2 separate regions of the Danio rerio genome follow, and region 2 is linked to region 1. A link is a contact called in public HiChIP or PLAC-seq data. All regions are on one chromosome and are shown on one strand. The core of a region is the stretch at or near the end of the contact, and the rest is flanking DNA. Distances in the headings are between cores, read along the strand shown.

Evidence for each region. HiChIP or PLAC-seq counts read pairs in DNA pulled down with a chosen protein or histone mark.
Region 2: an H3K4me3 HiChIP or PLAC-seq map of embryo shows a contact between it and region 1, with 2.3 times the contacts expected there. The contact joins the promoter of cdh13 here to the promoter of gan in region 1. A contact is called at or near these places in 3 of 18 Hi-C or Micro-C datasets (caudal fin, embryo and an unstated tissue) and 1 of 4 datasets of contacts at active chromatin or transcription factors (embryo).

The regions. Positions count from the first base shown.
Region 1 is chr18:14,689,957-14,693,866 of GRCz12tu, reverse strand. gan (gigaxonin) reads left to right here and starts at 2,136. Exons shown (of 12, transcript XM_073929911.1): 1 at 2,136-2,278; 2 at 2,395-2,586. The coding sequence starts at 2,396. LOC108179959 (a long non-coding RNA gene) reads right to left here and starts at 2,695. Exons shown (of 4, transcript XR_012393987.1): 1 at 2,327-2,695; 2 at 2,073-2,200; 3 at 89-152.
Region 2 is chr18:14,907,560-14,911,469 of GRCz12tu, reverse strand. It overlaps cdh13 (cadherin 13, H-cadherin (heart)), which reads right to left and starts at 2,559. Exons shown (of 14, transcript XM_068214885.2): 1 at 2,392-2,559. The coding sequence starts at 2,436.

The sequences.
Region 1 (3,910 bases), core at 887-3,386:
CACAGCATCTTGTTCCACTAAACTTTAACCTCGAAAATGCTATTGAAACGTAAAGATTTTATCATGTTTAGCCTTGTTAACCCTTTACCTAGAATATTCCAGAATTGGGCTAAGTGTGCCTTGGAAACTTCACACCTCTTCTTCTTCTTCTTCTTAAGAAAGAAAGAAAGAAAAAAAGAAAGAAAGAAAGAAAGAAAGAAAGAAAGAAAGAAAGAAAGAAAGAAAGAAAGAAAGAAAGAAAGAAAGAAAGAAAGAAAGAAAGAAAGAAAGAAAGAAAGAAAAGTTTACCAAGTTTGTCAAAAGGGGGAGAATAAGATACTGCTCTGTAACATATTTTTCTGATTACTTCAGCAGTGTGAATGTTTATGTCTTTTAAGAATATGATGTGCAGATACTCAATGCAGTAAACTCTGAATATAAAAGAGAATATTATTGATGAATATGTGGTTTAAGCTTGAAAGAGTCAGATAAAATAGGCTTTGCATAAGCCTCTGAATATTGAATCTGGCATCAAAGACGTGCTTTAAAAAATGGATTATCAAACTCACAGACACTGTAGAGATGATAACTTAGCCACTTATGTCTTTTTTTAATGTGTATTATTTGTCTACAGTTTTTGGAGACATTTATAACCATAATCTAACAAGTAATTTTGAATGTATGTTCCGTGAGCGCCATCTAGTGCTCGGAGGGTATTTTTCATTAACACTAGAGGACATGCCAAGTCACGGAAAGTCCAGGCCAATTTAATACGCTATAAAAGGTTTTATACTTGGTAAAGGGTATATCCTACAGACTCTAATTAAAATCTCCTCTTTATATTCCACTGAAATACGTATGAATCACCAGAATTAAAGAGAACAGCTCTGGCCTCTTTATGATAACTGGCACAGCCGATCAGCGCCACAAACGGGTGTTAAATCACAATATAGCTCTCTCTTAATGAAAGATTAATTCAATCTTCTTCTTCTTCTCACTCATTCACATATTCGAGGTCACCAGTCGTCATAAATCAGAAGCTTAATACTCTTTCTTTTCATGCATAAAGGGCAGATTTGTCCAGCGTACACCAACCTCTTCTCCCATATAATGTCCTGACAGGAAGCAGTGATTGATGACACTTTTAATGACTAAGCAACAGAGGGATTTACTGTCCTGTAAATTGTTCATTTAAATCCATTACACCTGAGCAAAGAGTGGCTGTTTCAAAGACATGAATCTTGACACTGATATGAAAACTTAAATTAATCAACGTGTATGACTTATGCTGCATAAATGTAATAAAAAGTGTGTGTGAATGTATAAATCTCTAAAAACTTTTTGTCCTCGTGAAGTAATTTGAATGTTAGCCAGGGAGTCTACATATTAGTATAAATAGCTATAAAATAGCATGTAAATAGCTTAAGCTACAAACTTTACAAAACTATTGCAATAATTTAATTATACACAGTATAATTAGTCTTTAAAACAGCTATATATATATAAAGACCTTATTTCGGTCTACTTTAAGCTATTTTTTTCGATAGTCCACAGAAAAAAAACATCATTATACAATAACTTGCCTACTTACTCTAACCTGCCTAGTTAACCTAATTAATCTAGTTAAGCCTTTAAATGTCACTTTAAGCTGTATAGAAGTGTCTTAATAAAATATCTAGTTAAATATTATACTTACTGTCATCATGGCAAAGATAAAATAAAACATTTATTAGAAATGAGTTATTAAAACTATTATGTTTACAAATGTGTTGAAAAAACACATACTATATATATATATATATATATATATATATATATATATATATATATATATATATATATATATATATATATATATATATATATATATATATATACTGTAGGGCGACTGCAGTCCTGCAAAGTTTCGTTCCAACTATGCTTCAACACACTTAGGTTCCAAACAAATAACTTGCGCTATGCTCTTTGTTTCAAATAAGCCTGAAGGACCCAATTAGTTTGATCAAGTGTATTTTAATTGGGGTTAAAGTTAAACTGTGCAGAGCAGTGGCCCTCCAGGAGTTTGACACCTGCGCCATATAGAAATTAGACACCTGAGTGCTGTTTTCAAAAAAGGGGGCTCTTATTTTGAAAAACCTAAGTTAAATGCTCTTCCTGGTGACGTCGTGCAGTGCCATGACATGAAGCAGCCGAGAATTGTTTTTCTGCAGTTTTCGCTGTCCTGAAACACACACACAGATGGCTATGAGCGGCTGAAGTTAGCAAATACCCAGAACAACTTTAATTGACGCACATTTGAGTGAGTTTATATGATTTAAACCTGTCATTTTGTTTATTCAACACAAACCTGGAGCATGTTGCTGTTGTTGTGTTGTGTTAACAGCACATCTGTCTGTACTGTACGTGTTGTTACAGCATGTCAGACCCTAAAAGAGCTGGCGCTGATGCTGGATCAGTGGTTTCGGACCCTCAGCACTCCCAGAAGCTTCTCAGGGTCCTTCAGTCTTTCAGACAGGACGACTGTTTTCAAGATGCAGTGCTGGTTTTGGAAGGTGAACAGATTCCTGTGCAGAAAAACATTCTGGCTGCTGCTAGTCCGTACATCAGGTATGGGAAAATGCCTGAAACTTGAATAGATTTGCATGAGGTGAGATCAGATGAGTAGCTGCTGCTATGTTTGCTCAGACATGTTGCAGACCCTTGAGCAATGTGTCATATGGGTGTGCCAAACAGCTCCACCTTGCCTGTTGCTTGGGTCACTTAAATTAATAGTTTTCTCAAAAAAGACAGAAGAGTAAAGTAATTTACACGCCCTCATGTTAACCAGCAGCACATACTGTAAAAGGCATACAGAACACAAAAGAAACTGTTTTAATGACTGATCATGGATGAATACTGAAAGGACTCAAAAAGGGCACAAAATTCACATAAAAGTGTTACAAAAATGGTTCATATTATGCAATTTTCACAAGTTCTTAATGCCCTGCTATTTAATTTTAAACTAAATCCACAAGAAAATATGAAAAAAGATGTTATTACCTAATAAGAAAAAAATAGTATATTTTTTAAAACCTATATTATATATTCAAGGCACAATTATTATAAATCAAAGGCTTATATAAGTTCTTAATATTTTAATATTAAATTTTTAAACTAAATCCTTAAGAAAAGCTATTTCATTACTTGCTTTAAAAGTTAAAATAGTATCATTTATTTCTTAAAAAGCTATTATATATATATCATACTCATAATAAATAGCTAAGTAACTAAAATAATTAGCTAAGTAAATATATTATTTTGTGCATTGACAATGAATGGTTACTGAAAGGCCTCAAAAAGGCCACAAAACTCACATAAATAATTACAAAAATTTTATATTACTCTATTTTCACAAGTTCTTAATGTTCTGCTGTTTAATTTTAAACTGAATCATTAAGAAAAGTGATTTTATTATTAAATAAGATGAAATTGTATCATTTATTTAAATGTTATGCAATGTTATATATTCAAGGCACAATTATTATAAATTCAAGGCATTTGTCATTCTCAAGTTCATTTAAGTACTAAAATGTTAAGCTAGGCAAATAGTTACACCATTAAAACAGCGTTGTCTTAAATTTCTAAGTTAAATTATATTAACCTTATAAGGGATTTGACCTAAAATTAAACTGGCTTAAAATGGCTTTTATATTGATCTAAAAGATTAAGTTAGAATTGTGATTAATGTGTTTTATTAAGTTATAATTAACATGAAAACATTCATTATCATGACTTATTGATCATTTAATTTTTAGTGTATGTAAACAAAAAGAAAAAAGACTATAAATTTTATTAGATATAAGAAAATTGCTAAAACCTGGACTACAATTAAAATGAAAGCAGAACATATAAATAGAAAAACTTAATCTTATAAAATCATATAAAAATATTT
Region 2 (3,910 bases), core at 1,310-3,809, 220 kb before region 1:
GGGGGAAACTGGGTAAATAGATAAGTAAATAAAATAAAACACGAAAGCAATGAGGGAGAGTGCGCAAAAGATAAATGTGTGCACCTCACAGGTACACCGCACTCATTCTGAATCATTGCAGCGGCTCGCGACTGCTTAACGTTTCATTTTGGAAACAGGGATTTATAGAGGAGGGGAATTCACAGGCTCCGATACGCAAGGGAAACTTGGCGCCCTACCTGCACGACTATAAATAAGATCCTTCTCACTTGATCACACACGGAGCCAGAGAGGAAAAAAGGGATTTTGCACCACTGGCCAGGTAGATAGCGATGGCGAGACGACCATACTAAGAGCATTATATGAGGCTATAATCTATTTGAAGTGGGTTGTTACATAGGTGAGCCTCATATGGAGACAACACATTAGTAACAATGAATTGTTAAACAGAAAGTGTAGGCTCTCTAAAGATTCACAGCACTGTGATGATTCACAGGCAAAGAAGTAAGAGCTCAATGAAGCATCCGAGAAGAGCTGAAATGTGACTAATGCCTAATAAGTATTTATAATAAGTGCATGATGATAGGTCTCTTGAAGTTCTGAAGAATAGAGTATCTTTATTTAACCTGCGCACAAAGCCTGGGGGTTTGTCTGAGATAAACAACAGTAAAGATATTTTGAAATTGAATAGCGAATAAAAAATGCAGCACATGCTGAGGGCATGCAAAGTTATGGATAATCCAACACACTAATAACGTTTTATCTAGAGCAAATCGTGCATGTCATCTTAAAAGGGACACATTTAAAACATCTGAGCGTAATAAATCATGGTGAAAATAAAATCATTTAATCTGAGAGAGGAAGAACTAACACAGCACCTGTTGTTCATTATCCTGTATTAAGTGTTGAGCAGTAGCTTACAAATGAGCCATCAGCATTTCAAATGCAAGAAGCCATAACACTGTCTCCTTCGATCCCAAATGACTATACCACAAACTACAGTAATGCATGTGCATTATTAACAATATTAACCAAAGGGTCCATTAGCATGAACAGCCTCAAGTAATCTGATGTAACAGCAGATCTAAATCCTAAGATCAATTTGATATGGGAAAGTCAAAATGTTCAAATTAAAGTCAAACTTTACAAAATGTGGCTGAGGTTGTAAGCTGATCTCTGGTCAGTGCTGGCAGGAGCTGGTTAGCCAGATACTATGTTTCATTGCATTCTTAAACAAAGATTCCAAAAGGTGTGTTTTTGAACTATTTGGGGTCCCCCAGATAAACATCCAGCCATCAGTATTAGTTTTATCTCAATGGAAAAAACATAATAAAGAGCCTTTTGTGCAGCTGAAAGTTTCCATGACTGGTAAAGGTTTTCAATTCCAATACAGAACATTTTAAGAGTGTAGGCAGAGGAAACACGATAAACTTGTACTTTAAGTATAATAGTTTGTTGCAGGAACAATACGATCTACCTGCAAATGACCAGCCTGAATGTTCATCACATCATCCACCTTAAACTGAATCGATCCGTCTCTTTACACGTGGGATTGACTCCACTATTTGAATCCAGCTGTCTGAGGTAAACGCGGTTCTCCTTCACACTCGATTCGCTACATTAAAATAGAATTCTTCTGTTTCGTTTCATTTAATCTCCTAAAATTGACAAACAATAAAATATATGCGGTAAAACACTTATTGTGTTATTTATTAGTATTCGAGTCTCTTCATTTGGTTCGAAAGTGATATTTGATGGTTAATCGCTTGTTTGATTGCTATTCGTTTATCTTGTTGATCTGGCTTGAAGCTCTCTGAAGTAAGCAGAGAATATTAATCGTCCATTCGTTAATGGTTGGAATTATAAGTTTTGCCGTTCTCAAATGACTATATATAAAGCGTTTAGGACTTGAATGGTTTGTTCGCTCATTTACTGTCTTTAGTGAATGGAGAAGGGCTCCGTGAGTCAGCCCGTCGTGTGAATGTCTCCTGATGAAGGGAGCCAAAGGAGCGCTCAACTTCAGAGCTGAGCGGAATATAGATGCGATCTGAGACTGAGTTTGCTCGTGATTTCCATCTGAACCCAGGCAGTGCATTAGACTGATGCACACGAATGGGCTGGAGTAAACACCAAACTAACGTCCAATGCATTGGAAACAGTACTATTATTATCATTAATAAACAGCAATGAAAGAATAGCATATTTCATAATACTAATTTCTACTCTGTGTGCCGTGGATAACAGATGCAAGTATTACCTCAGCGCAACTCTTTCTGCAAAACGAGTTGTAAAAACGTGCACTGCGCTCTCAAATGATTAATTTCACATTTTTATCAAGCACTAAATTAATGCTAAATAAATCTGACAACAAGCGATAAGCATAAACAACGGAATGAAACCTCTCGCGCCTACCTGGGAAACGAGGAATGCGATGAAAATGCGGGTTCCGAACTCCATGGTCTCAGATCAGTGGGAATAATGTTCAAAACAAGATGCTGGTCGGACCAGCGCTGTTCATAATTCCAGAGTCGCGAGAGTAAAGCCCCTCTGCCTCGAGCTGCCAACTTCCCAAATAGAACTGCAGCCTCGTGAGCAGAGCATTGGAGTCCACCACCAATAGATTTATAGGGGGGTTTCTTCTTTGACGCTCGCATGAACCTGACATGCTCTCACCGACGCTCAAGTTTCAGCATCTTTGCTTTGCATTCCTTCATCTTTCACCGATTTTAAACTTTCTGCTTGAAAACACAATTGGGGATTAAAGCGTTTAATGGGTGGCATATTGCATCTACTCTGTTAATGGAAAGAGTATTATAGAATAATCAGACATGCATAGCTCCAAAGGGCTTGCTGTATATTTTAAGGTGTCATGTTTAATCTTGTTTTTCTTAAGAGAAATGCAATCAGCCTATGCAGGGGTTATGATCAGTCATCAATCTTAACTTTAGAAGCTGTGTTCAAGATCAATGACTGTGTGAACTTGCGGGTCACAGGTCTGTTCTGACTGGGTTGTGGACAGAATGAGGAAAAATCTTATATGCAAATAATCCAACTAAGCAAACAACCTTCAATAATAACACCAAAGTTGGTCCCACTCTACATTATTCATTCATTCATTTTCTTGTTGGCTTAGTCCTTTTTTAATCAGGGATGTTTTACGCAGCGGATGCCTTTCCAGCTGCAACCCTGGGAAACACCAATATTCTCTCATTTACACTCACACACTACAGACAATTTAGCTTACCCAATTCACCTTTTAATGCATGTGTTTGGATTTGTGGGGAAACTGAAGGAAACCAACGCATACACGGGGTGAACATGCAAACTCCACACAGAAATGACAACTGACCCAGGTGAGGCTCGAATCAGCGACCTTCTTGCTGTGAGGCGATCGTGCTACCCACTGCACCACCATGACACCCCACTTTATATTAAGTGGCCTTAATTACTATGAACTTACAATTTAATTATTCATTTAGTACATTGCACTAATTACGTGCATACATGTTTTTACTACTGATATTTCCAAAATTATCTGCTTGTAATAACACTGTTAATAAATTTCTGTAATTATGTTTATAATTATAATGTTGACTAATTCCTTACCTTAACCCAAATCTTCCACTATACAAAAATCTTAATATTCAAACTAAGGAAAGCAATGCTGGCATCCGTTAGGGAACCACAAATAGTTCTTGTATAGTCTAACTGTTAAATTCAACCCAGAAAAGGAACCTCTTTATACATTTCTAGAGAACACAAAATACATAGGAGCTACATTTTTTTTTTCACAATTTAACGAGAGGCTGCTATGTACGCTTTTTGAGATCTCAAATTTCTCTCTCGAGTGCCATTCGCGCCTGCTGTTCTCACAAACTCACCAGAGGCCGCTGTTAACTGACAGACCAATCAACTGACCCACCCTTCTCCT